4 separate regions of the Mus musculus genome follow, and regions 2, 3 and 4 are each linked to region 1. The links are chromatin contacts, called in public Hi-C maps. All regions are on one chromosome and are shown on one strand. The core of a region is the stretch at or near the end of the contact, and the rest is flanking DNA. Distances in the headings are between cores, read along the strand shown. Region 1 overlaps Cerkl (ceramide kinase-like). Region 2 has its middle 11 kb from the start of Gm37004. Region 3 overlaps Ppp1r1c (protein phosphatase 1, regulatory inhibitor subunit 1C). Region 4 has its middle 9.4 kb from the start of Ppp1r1c.

Region 1 (3,286 bases), core at 567-3,066:
GGAAATTCTTTTGAATTTGTGCATCCTATAAGTCTACCATTGAGAATGACCCATAGAGCTGCTTGGCTTCTCTTCGGCATTTGAATGGCTTACTTAACCCACTCTCCCCAAATTATGCACTGCAGATGTAGGCATATCTTTTGTTACTGGCAGAAATTTAAAGAACCCTCTGATCTCTCAGAACTGGCCAAGGTGTCTGGAACATGAATATATATATATATATATATATATATATATATCTCAAGAAATAGATTTAGCATAGAAAATTTGGGCATTATTCCGAATAAAGAACTGGCATTTTTATCTGTATTTTAAAACCCGAGCTACAGGAGACTATTTAAAATGTATCAACTTTTCATTAGTACATTTTGATTTTGATGCAGAAATGTCTTTACGCCGGGCGTGGTGGCACATGCCTTTAATCTCAGCACTTGGGAGGCAGAGGCAGGCGGATTTCTGAGTTCGAGGCCAGCCTGGTCTACAAAGTGAGTTCCAGGACAGCCAGGACTATACAGAGAAACCCTGTCTCAAAAAACCAAAACCCAAAACAAAACAACAACAACAAAAAAAACCAAAAAAAAAAAAAAAAAAAAAAAAAAAAAGAAAAAAGAAAAAAAAAAAGAAAAGAAAAGGAAAGAAAAGAAATGTCTTTACATCTTCCAGTGTTTAAAGACTTACAAGACATATTTGAGGTACTTACACTCGATAGGAAAAGTTAAATTGAAGAAACCCACAGGCAGAAAAATCATCTCCAATATTAAATTTGGTTTAGTAAAAGTGTAAGACAGTGGATTTGGAATTTCTCTCAAATAAGACGAAAATTTTCTAATATTTTTACTAGATAAGAATACTAGTTCACCATATCTCCATCTTGATATTCATGTGTGCTTAGGAGTTTGGGCACCTCTGCTCTCCAACGCTGTGCCACGTTCTCCAGGAGAGCATTACATTGAAGCACATTTTCAGTCTGCTACAGGATTGGCCCTATTTGTGTAAACCCTAGTTTAACCTGATTATTAACAATTACGTTGTGTTTTCTACTTACAATTAGAGTGTATTCAAATTTATTGGTCCCTTGCTTCACAGATTTATCTCAGTATGTGGTGTATTCAAACAGAATTTTGTATTTTTAATTAGGGGATTAGATAAGTAATTCTGAAGAGCCAAGAAAAAAAAATACCCTGTTAGGCATCATTTTGCCTAACAATGTGACATACACCGTGTGTGAGAGAGAGAGAAAGAGAGAGAGAGTGTGTGTGTATGTGTGTGTGTTCAGGGTGTTGTGCTAGTGCCATCTATCCAGCAGGCTGTTTTTCAAGCCACGTTTTAAAAAGTGGACATGTGCAGGAACTGTGAGCACAATTAGCACCAGGCAGATAAACCCAGCTTTAATCCTGTTTACGGTCCGCATCAGGCAGATGTGCCAAGATTGATGCAGACAAGCCCTGGGCTTACAGTAATATTTTTAAAAGTGCAGCTCACTGTCCTATTTTTGTTAAACCTTTGCTCACTATCCTTAAGTGTCACTGGCTTTGCTCTCCTTATTTGCCACTGTAACCCATTTTGAACAGGTCCTGCTTTCCTGGTAACCTGCCAGGAAAGGTTATCTTTATTCCCTGTAATTAAATTGGCTCCCCTTCCCCCAAGAAGATACAATAGGAAGTGGGTGCTGAATTAAATAAATAGCAAGCTATCCAATAGACGCATACTTAAATCCCTTGCAAGAACAGATGGCCCCAGTATCTCTGTAAGTAATGCGAGAGGACAGTTAGTGTTCTGAAGCAACTAGCAACGACCAATATGATCCTAATGAGCCAATAGATTTCAAATAACGAGCCACATGCCACCAACCAGAGCTCTACACTGTGTGAGGGGTTAATGTAGGTAGCCTGCAACACAGTGCCTGTAGACCATTTCTGCATTTGTATCTCCTGATATCAAATATGAATTTATAAATGAAGTTGTACTTCAGAGTCTTCCTAATAGCTGTGCCACTTGTTCTTAAGGTAGGAAGTAGAGCCACATTTGAAACACATGCCCAGAAAAATCAGCGGGCATGGTGCTTCTCTTCAGAACTCTTTCTTTATTCTACAGTCTGATCATCATAGGTTCATGGAAATATGGCTTTCACGTGGCATTATGTGAATATTTGCTTTCCTTGTGACGGAAACCGATACGATCCCAGGAGTGGCCAGTGTGACTCAGCCCAGCCATTCAAGAGAATGGAATCCAAGCAGAGATTTAAGATCTCAGCCCTTTGTTCAGCACTTACTTTCAAAAGCCTCTTCCTGATTCATTTGTAGACAAAAAGGAATCTAAGTCACTCTTAAAATAATCCTTAGAGAGACACAGGCAGGTAATCCATCTTTACGGAACCAACACTGCTTTTTACAACACAGTTGATTTTCTTTTGTTTTCTTTACTCATGTTTATAATGAATATTTGTGTACCCTGAGAGTGTCCAAAGGGTGTCCCGAAGTAGTGGCTGAGGAGAAATAATGAGCTAAGATTTTCAGTTTATCCCATCAGATAATGCCCAGAACCTTTAGCCTTTCCTGAGGCTAGCCCTAGGGCTTTCCCCAGGCAACTGGGGAGACTTTCATTAACCTCTGATCCAGGAGGCTGGCTGTGTTGCCTCACCCAGAGCCAGCAGGTCTCCTGCTCATTGCTTACAAACTTCAAAACCTAAAGGGTGCAGCTAAGCCCAGCCCACACTGCTGATTAAACATTTAGGCCAAAGCTTCCTGATAAAAACATTTCCAAGTCAAGCGCTCCCAGAGTTCTAACATGCCTTTTTTGTTGGACCCATTTCTACACAGAACACTAAATTCCAATGGTGCTACAGTCTTCTGCTACATCAATGTGCTTCAGGAAACACACATTCTATTATCACACAAGTTGTTTCCAAGTTTGACCTCAGTGACACTTGGGTGAGCTTTCCTTTTCCTTCAGCTGGGTTTATTACTTATTGTTTTGGAGTTAATTCTGAAAAGCAAGTTAAAAACTCTGCACACAAAAAGCCTTTCCCTCCCTCCCTCCCTCCCTCCCTCCGTCCCCCCTCCCTCCCTCCCCCCCTCCCCCCCTCCCTCCCTCCTTTTTTCCTTCAGAGTGCTTGAGCCAGGGTGGATATTAGAGGACAATGGCCAGGAGTTGCTCAGAGCTCACCAAACCTCTTTCCCCACTGAGCCTTCGTGCCCCCAATTTTCCCCTTTCCTACACTTAAAATTACCCCGACTGCTGATCACTGTGGAAGGGAAAGCTGGAGACTGATGAGAAAACCAGCACT
Region 2 (3,286 bases), core at 463-2,962, 440 kb after region 1:
ACGTTCCCTTAATTCAAAGCTTCACTTTTGTAAATAACAATGGAAATTGAACAACTGGCACATTCCGAGATTTGCAGGCTATATTAAGAGTTCTCAGAAAAACGAACCTTCTCAGCCATTTCTGTCTTTGGAACATTTAAATATACACTACCCTGAAGGACTATTGACTCATGGTTCCCACTCATGTTATATAGATCTGTTCCAACAGGCTGGAGCCAGCAAGAAGAACCTTATGTGGATGGATACATACATACATACATACATACATACATAGAAACATAGATAGATACATAGATAGATATAGAGGTGATACAGAGATAGACATGTGACATAGATTTGTTCCCATGAAGGCTGTAGCCAGCAGGAGAGACCTTATCTAAATATCTCTATATAGACATCTAAATATGAATATCTCTAACAAATATCTACATAGATAAATAGATTGATAGAGACATCTAGGTAGATATAGATATATATGTGCTAAGTGTAGAGTGATGCATATTAAATGAGTGAATAATTTTAGTAGGTCTTGGATGGCATATAACCAGGTTCCAGATACAGCTCTGGAGTTGAGGAGAGGAAAAAAAAGGATGGGCCAGGAAACAGAAGTTGAGATACAGCACATGAAGGGATTCTCAGGCTAGTGACAGAAAGCTACACAACAGCTATAGAGTTAATTTTTCAATGTTTCCCTTGCTTTGTTCCTTTATAAGGTAAACTAGCTTTGCATTCTGCCATTGGCAGCCTCTTTAAAATACTATCGTGAAAGTAGGTGAAAACTGGGTTGTTCCTGAAGCTTTCGCAACCATTTCACCAAGTACCGAGTCTGTAACCAGATTACTAATAAGTAAGCTAGATGCAAATACTTTACAACAGATGCAGTAAGCTTTTAACTACATTATATTTGTCAGGAAAGTTACAAAGGCATACACATTCTATTTACAGAGAGTCATATACATATGAACAGCACAGGTAACTATATGGTTTGAAATAGACTGTCGATGTGATGATGTCTCGGGCTCATGTTTAATCTATTAACTACCTACCTATTATATAATTACTGAGAGAATTATGCTTTGATTCTGCTCAAAGCAGGGACTCCTGCAGGAGCCTAAGAGCTTCTTATGTGTAGAGTATTTAAAACAGAATGAAATTAGCAATCTGTAACTTAAAATTATACATAACATTTAGCTTCATTTAAAATTAAAGCAGTAGAAGGAACAGATTTTCATGGCATTTCCATTATGCAGAGAGGTAAACAACAAATAAATATGGCACATATGAATATGAAAATCACAGCACGGTAATTGCTGTACTCCATCAGCGTGTGCAATATTAAATCCTCAAATAAACACTTACTTAACCTCATCCTCACACATGCCTATTGCTTTTATCAGAAGGAGAACCACCTGAAACATTCAAACTAACACCCCATCCCCCAATGAGGTACAAAGTCAACGGGAATCACTGCTGTTCCTGAGAGATTTCAGTTGTGCTCCTCCACTGGCTCCAGTAGTGCCAGTATTTCTAAGAGACAGGGACAGGAGAAGAAATGTGGAAGTCAGTTTGAAAAATTCAGCCCTCCTGAGACTGTCTTTTATGTCACATCCTAACTCCACTGCTGATTCTTAAAGCCTTGTGAGGATCATTAACATTGCAGCCATGCCAGGAACCTCTGCCTTCTGGCTGAGACCACACTCCAGCTCTCTCTTTCTCTAGCAGAGAGCAGAAACTCTTTTTGTATACCCTTAATAATAGCTAACGTCTGTCTCATGCTCTGGGCCCGAGCTTGCCCTAAATTTAACCCTCAGCAATGGTTCTCTGTTTTACTCACAGCCACGACCTGACTCATTTATGAAGAGACCTCTGCTACCCTGGAGTTTTTCAACAGGCAAGGGTTAAAAGGTCAACCACGGTGTCGTTTCTGTCTTTATGAATAACAACTGTCAGAATTCAGTTATGCAGAGTAACACGCTGAAGATATCTTATCATTTTACACAGTATGACCAATGGTTCAGATGTGTGGTTTGTGTGCACATGAGACTATGTCTCCTAGCAGGGGACATCAGCGACTTTATCAGAAGCTAGGAACCAGAACATGCATTGATTCAATTCAACTTTAAAACAGAAACCAAAGACGTATGAAATCCAAAGGAAGGAAAACTGCTTTGTTCCAAATAAATACCTTTCAAGTTTACCAATATTCATTGTCCCAGTGATGAAATTAATACATCTTTGCTGCTCTAAACTTAAATTTGACTGGATGGGTAAATTCAAGCCTGAGGCTTTCATGCCATTATCAGAGGCTCTGTCAGTGAGTGCTTTAACCTAATTACATTTGATGCAGCAAATCAAGAAAACCACTGCTGGTTATGACCTCTGCCAAGAGCACTCATGAGCTAGACAAATGGAGCTTAAGATGTTATTAGTTGTTCGTTGCAAAGTTCCAGATCCTGCCCGACAGGAGGCTGCCGCCTGATGTGGGCACGGACCCTCCAGATGGCATTCTGCATTGGCTTGTGGCAAGGCTCTCGGGGACGCTGGCACATTTTCTGCGTCAAAATGAAAGTTTTCCAATTACAAGGAGATAATGTGAGGAGATGCAAACTTAATCTCTTGAACAAAAGGTTGCAAGCTGTGTAATAGCCATTTCAGGGGAGAGATTTCACTACAGTTCAATTGATTTAAACGTCGTAGATCACAAAATGGGCTATCTTTCCTAATAAAACTGAGGACGCAGCTGCAGTAGATTCTACCTCATGGAGCAGGGTGCCAATGGGCTCATCATCTTAGGGACTGCTTCTCTTAACTCCGTGTTTTGTTGAATGCAAGTCGGTGATTATTTTTGCCTTCCCTTATGTGTGAATGAATAACAAGAAACCATCTCCTTTTAGTTAGACAGCAAATGTCTTAAATGAAGCCTTCCAGGTGTAACAGTTTAACAATGTTACTACATAGCAGATCATAGAGTTTCACCAGGGCATATTAAGTGGTAAGAAAGCCTTATTACTATCCAAACCTTTCAGATAGTTTAGCTAAAATGTTAATCTTTCTTTTTTTCTTTTTTACTAAGTCAGGCAACCCTGATGCAAATGGGGTGATATGCCTCAACACTGGTCCCCAAAGAAATGACTCATAGAAGCTTTTAAGCGGGAACTTGCTTGCAAGAGCGCCTCTCAGGAAAACACATGCACTTGACAATTGACAGGAACATGCTGTCGCAGAGCAAGAAAGAATCATATAGCCATCCCCACAAACCACATAGAGACACCGCCAAACAGGAGAA
Region 3 (3,286 bases), core at 201-2,700, 370 kb before region 1:
TTTACCTGCCAAGGGCAAACTAGTACAGTGCAGCCCCTACTGCTAATTAGAGAACATGGGGCTCAATGTAGAATCCAGATTGTAAGTTTGATGCTTACAATTACATTGTGTGTGTGTGTGTGTGTGTGTGTTGTGACCTACTATTTTCCCTGCAACTGTAACCTTTGGACATTGCAGTACTTGCTATTTTATTTCTTAGTGGAAGAATCACAATTGTATGCTTTCCTCACAATTTGAAGCATCTTGCTTTCCACTGGTCGTTCACCCAGGACTATGCAGCATTCAAGTGTAATAGATTTGTTTGTCTTGATTGACAGCAATATTGATGCCCACTGATGTCATTTTCTGTTCCCTTCACAACAAATGGCTCAGTCAGTCTTACCACATTTGGGATGTAAAGACCAATAATCTTTCAAGAACTGAATGAGGGCTGAGAAACAGGTTTACATCCAGAAAGAAAAGGACGGCAACCATTCATTCCACGCTCTCAGAGCCCTCCGTACTTTCTAGTCAAGAGAGTCACTGAGAAAGAAATTAACAGCACTGGCCATAAAATTATCTTTCAGATCAGCCTGGATTTTGAAGTTCAGACGAGAATATTATGGTTTTAAGAGGGAACATGTTTAGACGGGTTTTATAGAGCAGCACGTGTTTCCAAGGAATGTAATCCTATCCTAAACTTGCCCCACTAAGAACCAATCCCTCATTATTATGAAGATTTTATATCATAACAGATTTTGACTTGGATTTCCATTAATTTATTTGAAAGATAACATGATGAGTAGTTAAACTTCTCACAAGTCACAGCCATTATTTAGGAAACAAAACCCAGGTTGGCTCTAGTAGTTTGCCATCTTTCCATAAACAGCAGTATTAAGGACAGGCAGATGAGCTGAGGCAAATATAATCATCGAAAGTAGTCTCACGGAAAAAGCAACAGTGTATATAATATATATGTCCTTTTTCCAAAAGCCCCATATTTTCAAGACTATGTAACACAACAGATTTAAAAGTCAAATCAAGAGGTGGGGAGATGACTTAGCCTATCAAGGTATGCAAACACGTGGTCCTAAATTCAGCACACATATAAAATGCCCAGGGAGAGCTTTGTACTCCTGTAATCCCAGCACTAGGGAAGGATAGACAGGAAGATCTCTGCAACTCATTAGCCAGGACGCCTAGCCAACTCAATGAGCTTCAGTTTTAGTAAGAGACCTTGTCTCAGCGATGATGGTGATGATGAAGGTGGAAACAGAACATGTTATCTGTAAGTGTGTTATTTCTCTCATGTTTGGAATCTATATAGGGTGGTGTGTGTGTGTGTGTGTGTGTGTAACATAAAAGCACAGATGGAGCTATGTGGCTGGAGGACGGAGCCAGGGCCTAAAGGGAATAGGAGGAAGGAACAAGGAAATGAAAGGACATTGACAAATGTTACAAGTTTCTCTTCCATATGGAATCTGTCTACCTACCTATGCATTATCTAGCTATCTTCACAAGGGCAGAAAAAAAATGGAAGGAGCCAAGGTAGGGAATGTGAGCAAAGTATACAAGTTTAAAATGCTACAGCGAAACCCATTATTTCCTATCCTAAGTAAACAATTGTTAATAGAATGTGCTGCTGTCTCTGAACACAGCCCAGACCTGAGTAGAGGCCTCAGGAGATCCTCAGCAGCTCACAGTGTTTGGAACACAGATGGCCCTTCACAGTCTGCCTGTCCAGTTCTGACAAATCATCCACCTGGTATCCCCCCCCCCCACTCCTCTCTCCTAAGAGCTTGCTTGCCCCACCTCTGGCACAGAAGTCTCTTTCTCCTGTGGAGCCTCTCCTGGACTTTGTAGGCAGAGGTGGCTACTTCCTCCTCCGCCTTCAATTGCTGCTATCCAAATACATCTCAGGCAGCCAATAATTAGCTTCCACACGGCTCACTTTCTCATCTGACATTTTCTCTGTTGACAGAGATGACGCTTGGCACATCTCAGCTCCAGCGTCTAATCTGTGACCTGGCAGACAGAAGTCATTTTATAAATGCCTGCAGCATGCGGTAGTAATTGAGTCAGGTAGTAATTGAGTCAATGAATAAAACACATGCAAAAAAAAAAAAAAAAAAGAAAGAAAGAAAAAAAGTTTTTTTTTTTCAATGTGGGCAAAATTAAGCTGTTACTATAATTTTTAAATCTGGATTACAAACCCACTGATTCAGCATTTATCACAAGCAGTTGCAATATGAATGGAAGATGAAAGAGAACACACCTGACATAGGTCCTGTCCTGATGAGACTACATCTAGCTCATGCGAATTACAGATACCACACAGAGGCCTCTGTGGAATTCCTCACCATCTTAACCAGGCATAGTTCAAAGGACTTAGAATCAGACCAAGGGGGAAAAACCTTCTACAAGAATGAGGCTATAGACAAAGCCCGGAGACATAACAGTCAAACAATAGCTGTGTATATTTCCAAAGAATCAAGCGAAGCTCTGCATTGCTGCAGTGGGGGTGGGAAGAAGAAAGGGGAAGGAAAGAAATTAGTTGCAGTTGAAGAGGCAGTCAGGTAAGGGGCCCACCAAAGTCTACTCCAGGGCCTTACTCTGAAATAACTGGAGGAATTAAACAGGACTGAGATCTGTGTGGTCAGCAGTCTAGGGAGTTGATGAGGACTTGCCCTGGGGAGAGACAAGGTTAGCTGGAAACATAGTTTGAGGAGAACATGGTTATCACAGCAAGATTTATATTACAATTGCGTTTTAAAAATAAATTTATATTTTAATATAAACACAAAGGTCATCCTTTAAAAGAAACGAAGTAATTTGCAGAAACCAGAATGAAAAGATCATATGAAAAAAGATTCCCATTAAGAGGGTTAGAGAGATGGCTCAGAGGAGCAAGGTTCCATTCGCAGAACCCACATGGCAGTACTTTAACACTTGGAACTCTAGTTCCGGAGATCCAGTGTCCTCTTCTGGCTTCTGAGGATACTGCATGCATGCACTCACTGTCGTGCAAAGCACTCACACACATAAAATTTAAATGAATTTTGAAATCCCATTAAATTATAAGGATCTTTGGCTATTTATTGGTGCAATCAGGATGAATTTGAAAATGGGAAAAACTAAATCCTAAGAGTCCGGACTCAGCCAGGTGCTGAGCTATGCTGATACTATGTGTCCTTGACATCGGGTAATGACAATGTTTCTTTATCTCGATGAGGTTTCTTCCCAACACCCATTACCTCAGTGTAACAATAAGAAGATTCCCCAGGGAAATCCAATAAGGAGTTAACCT
Region 4 (3,286 bases), core at 418-2,917, 300 kb before region 1:
ATGTGTACAATGTTGCTTGTATTTTTGAAATCATAATATAATTACATTGTTTTACTAATTTTTTTGTCCCTCCTAACCCTCCCATGTACTCTCCTGTTCTCTTTAAAATTCCTGGCCTCTTTTATTTAATTGTTGCTACATACATCTATTACCCTAAATATTAAATTCAACCCTGATGTCATTCATGTGATTCATCAGATGAACACTATATTTATACTGCATATATGTTTACCTTTTAGAGAAATTATTTTTTATTAGGCCATCTCTGTATAAAGTAGAGAATTGTTTCTGTGCCCTTATTGGCGTAGAAAGGCCTACTTTGTCAATAAAAAGATAACTTGTTTTCTATATAACTCAGAAAATTGTTAACTTCCAATTGATACAAACATCCATCACTTTGTCTTTTTTAATAGTAACTTTTTATTTTTAAGATTTTTTTTGAGACAGGGTTTCTCTGTATAGCTCTGGCTGTCCTGGAACTCACTTTGTAGACCAGGCTGGCCTCGAACTCAGAAATCCACCTGCCTCTGCCTCCCGAGTGCTGGGATTAAAACCATGCCTGGCTATTTTTAAGATTTCAATGACATCAATTTCCCCTCCCTTTCCTCCCAAACCCCTCCCATGCAGCTCCCTTTGCTCTATTTCAAATTCATGACCTTTCTTTTATTGACAATTTATATATATACATACATATATACACATATATACGTATATACACATATACCTAAATATGATTTTCCCAGTCCATATGGTACTTGTATGCATTTAAAAAAATATCATTATAAAGGGTTCTTTTGCCTTACCCAGTTCATTTACATGCACAACTGCCTTGTAAAGTGTTTGTCCTCCCGTTTGCAACTTTACTTAAACACATGAGCACTTTTATAATCACAAAACCATACCAAAAGTCAAGAAAGCCACAGGTTGGGGCTAGAAGGGAGATAAGAAAGGGTAGGACCAGAATACTGTCTAGAATGCATGATATACAGCCATAAAATTGTTAAAGAACTAACTTCATTAATAAAAAAGGAACATTGCTAGCAATGATGGGATATCGATTAATCCAAAAAAGGAAATATTAAATGCATCTGAAAATTCTGAAATTAATGTCAAATGACTAAAACATGGTTTACACTATTTGGTTTCATGTTGTAATTCAGCAGTCTCTGGCTCTGAGTAGACTCTGAAATAGGAGCTCTGCTGGAGCAGATTGTCTGCATTTCCATGCAGTGCCTAGGCTTCTTCACGTCCACACATGATCTTAAGTAATGGAGCATTAAGAAGTAGAATAATTTACTGATTAGCATGAGTCACTTCTAGCAAAAGCAGCTGCCTTCTTCGTAAGAACATGAAACCTGTATTGGATGTCTGAGGACATTTGCCTGTTTCTCATCTAGTTGGCTTGTCAGGATTCTGGTCTGGGCAATAAGTCACAAGTGCTTCTTGATTTATCTCCCAGCCATGTGTTGTCAAGATCCCTAGTGTCATCTCAGAGTTTCTGCTTTAAGATATTTTAAAATATTCATCCCTTTTTTATGGTTTTCCAATCACCTAGTTTTAAAGCAGATAAATTAACATATGACTCATTGTCCTCTTATGCAATATATGCATGAGGTTCTTGGAAGCAAGGCAGTCTCTCAGTAGAAAGACTGTGAAACTTCTGACAGGCCAGAATGTGCTGAGCCTTATTTTCCAAGAATGAGTCATGAGGTGAAAGTGATGATAGGTGTGGGTACTTAAGAAAACGTGATAAGAAAATCAACTGACATTCTTCCTTGGTACTTTGGAGAAAATAAAAATAAAATGTTATTTTCTAGGCGTTTCACAAACCATGTGCTCCTCAGTCACTACTGAACTTTACTTTGAGTAACCAAAGGCCTTTCGCAATGCTATAGTCTTTAGACATCAGTTCTTTGTTTGGAGAATCCTTCCATCCCTCTCGTCCAATGCAACAGCCACCTCTTCTTTTAGTTCTGTGCTCAGCGGCTCCTTCTCCTATGCTGTCATCTCGGAATTCTCCAAGTAGTTTGTTAAGTCGTCTTCTAAGCTTTCACAGGAGTGTGCTCATACATGTTTTAGTTTTTGTTTTTCCCAGTTGAAAAGTAATTTGGGGGCAGGAGCAAAGGCTTAGGCAGTAGAGCACTTGCCTCTCAAACATAAAAGCCTGAGTCTGGATGCCCAGACACCACAGAAAAGGCTGTGCCCAGTGGCGCCCACTTGTGATCCGAGTGTTGGTGATAAGGGCAGGTGAAGATGGACCCTTGGAAATCAATGGTAAGATAATCTAGCATATTTGGCAAAATTTCAGACCACTGAGTAACCCAGTCTCAAACTAAAGATAGAATAAAAACCAAGGTGATTGGCCTCTCACCTCTTCATGACTATGCATACATGTACACACAGGTACCCACACACGTGTGCACCCACATATATGAACATATACACATGAAACTAATTATTAATATTTACTGTTATTGATGGATATACATGGATGTTTACATCCAATCCCAAGAAAGTAAGATGCTAAGCATGTCCTTGTACTGATTACTCGTCTGTCATGACAACATCACCTCTTTCTACATAGCCACTATTGTTTCAATAGAATACTTTGTCTTGGATTCAGTCTGTCCACCAAAATGTACCATTTCATAAGCTTTTAGTAATGGCTCATGGCTAGTAAACTCTCTTAAGCCTGTGCATTTCTAGAATGTTTTTTGCCCTTCTACATGAGTTAGTTCGATTGAATGAAATGCTACAAGTTTCAGAATTTTTGTTTTTTGAACTTTGATAATTCTCTACTGCTAAATAAAATCTAGGACTACTGATTTCATTTCAGAGAAAGCTGTCATGAAAGGTCTGATCTCCTGAGAAACATTCAGTGTATTTTCCCTTAACATTCTCAAATTACGCTAGGGTGTGTATGGATGTGGGTGGCAGTTTTCTATTCAAGCTTCTAAAACACTTTGGATTTTCCCAATATTTTAGATGACTCATTTCATCCTGAACTTTTTCAGTAACCTTGTGGTTTGAGATTGCTATTTATACTTACACTGAGCATGCTCCTCACGCAATATCATTAGAATAGATCTCATCAGATAGATTCTACTCTCTTACTAAGTGAATATACATGTTTGAAAATAGAGGCTGTCCTTGGGTATTTAGGAGCAGGATCAAGTTGAGGAAACTTTTCACACAAATAACTTTATTTAGGGTCTGGATCGCAGGCCCTCCTGGTTGTATGTCAGTTGTTAAGTCAACCCCATTTCAAAGCTGTCCGATCTTGTCC

Evidence for each region. Hi-C and Micro-C count contacts between places; a contact is called where the count stands out from the background.
Region 2: a contact with region 1 is called in a Hi-C map of the N1E-115 cell line, with 6 times the contacts expected there. The contact joins two enhancer-like sites. A contact is called at or near these places in 1 of 15 datasets of contacts at CTCF or cohesin (large pre-B cells) and 3 of 484 Hi-C or Micro-C datasets (the N1E-115 cell line, bone marrow-derived macrophages and nephron progenitors).
Region 3: a Hi-C map of the N1E-115 cell line shows a contact between it and region 1, with 5 times the contacts expected there. The contact joins two enhancer-like sites. A contact is called at or near these places in 1 of 15 datasets of contacts at CTCF or cohesin (the NIH/3T3 cell line) and 3 of 484 Hi-C or Micro-C datasets (the G1E-ER4 cell line, the N1E-115 cell line and bone marrow-derived macrophages).
Region 4: a Hi-C map of the N1E-115 cell line shows a contact between it and region 1, with 4 times the contacts expected there. The contact joins two enhancer-like sites. A contact is called at or near these places in 1 of 39 promoter capture datasets (embryonic stem cells), 1 of 484 Hi-C or Micro-C datasets (the N1E-115 cell line) and 1 of 9 other capture datasets (adipose tissue).

Annotation. Positions count from the first base shown.
Region 1 is chr2:79,397,916-79,401,201 of GRCm38.p6, reverse strand. All of the region lies in intron 1 of Cerkl (ceramide kinase-like), which reads left to right. Among named protein-coding and RNA genes, the nearest start is that of Cerkl, 29 kb to the left of the region's middle. Within about 2 kb of position 1,816, at least 41 of the 459 cell types and tissues checked have an H3K27ac peak or open chromatin away from gene starts, as enhancers often do. A contact at or near this core is called in the N1E-115 cell line, where this site is marked.
Region 2 is chr2:78,960,412-78,963,697 of GRCm38.p6, reverse strand. No RefSeq gene overlaps it. Among named protein-coding and RNA genes, the nearest start is that of Gm37004, 11 kb to the left of the region's middle. Within about 2 kb of position 1,712, at least 42 of the 459 cell types and tissues checked have an H3K27ac peak or open chromatin away from gene starts, as enhancers often do. A contact at or near this core is called in the N1E-115 cell line, where this site is marked.
Region 3 is chr2:79,767,210-79,770,495 of GRCm38.p6, reverse strand. The region is part of intron 4 of Ppp1r1c (protein phosphatase 1, regulatory inhibitor subunit 1C); the gene reads right to left. Among named protein-coding and RNA genes, the nearest start is that of Ppp1r1c, 61 kb to the right of the region's middle. Within about 2 kb of position 1,450, at least 9 of the 459 cell types and tissues checked have an H3K27ac peak or open chromatin away from gene starts, as enhancers often do. A contact at or near this core is called in the N1E-115 cell line, where this site is marked.
Region 4 is chr2:79,696,737-79,700,022 of GRCm38.p6, reverse strand. No RefSeq gene overlaps it. Among named protein-coding and RNA genes, the nearest start is that of Ppp1r1c, 9.4 kb to the left of the region's middle. Within about 2 kb of position 1,667, at least 57 of the 459 cell types and tissues checked have an H3K27ac peak or open chromatin away from gene starts, as enhancers often do. A contact at or near this core is called in the N1E-115 cell line, where this site is marked.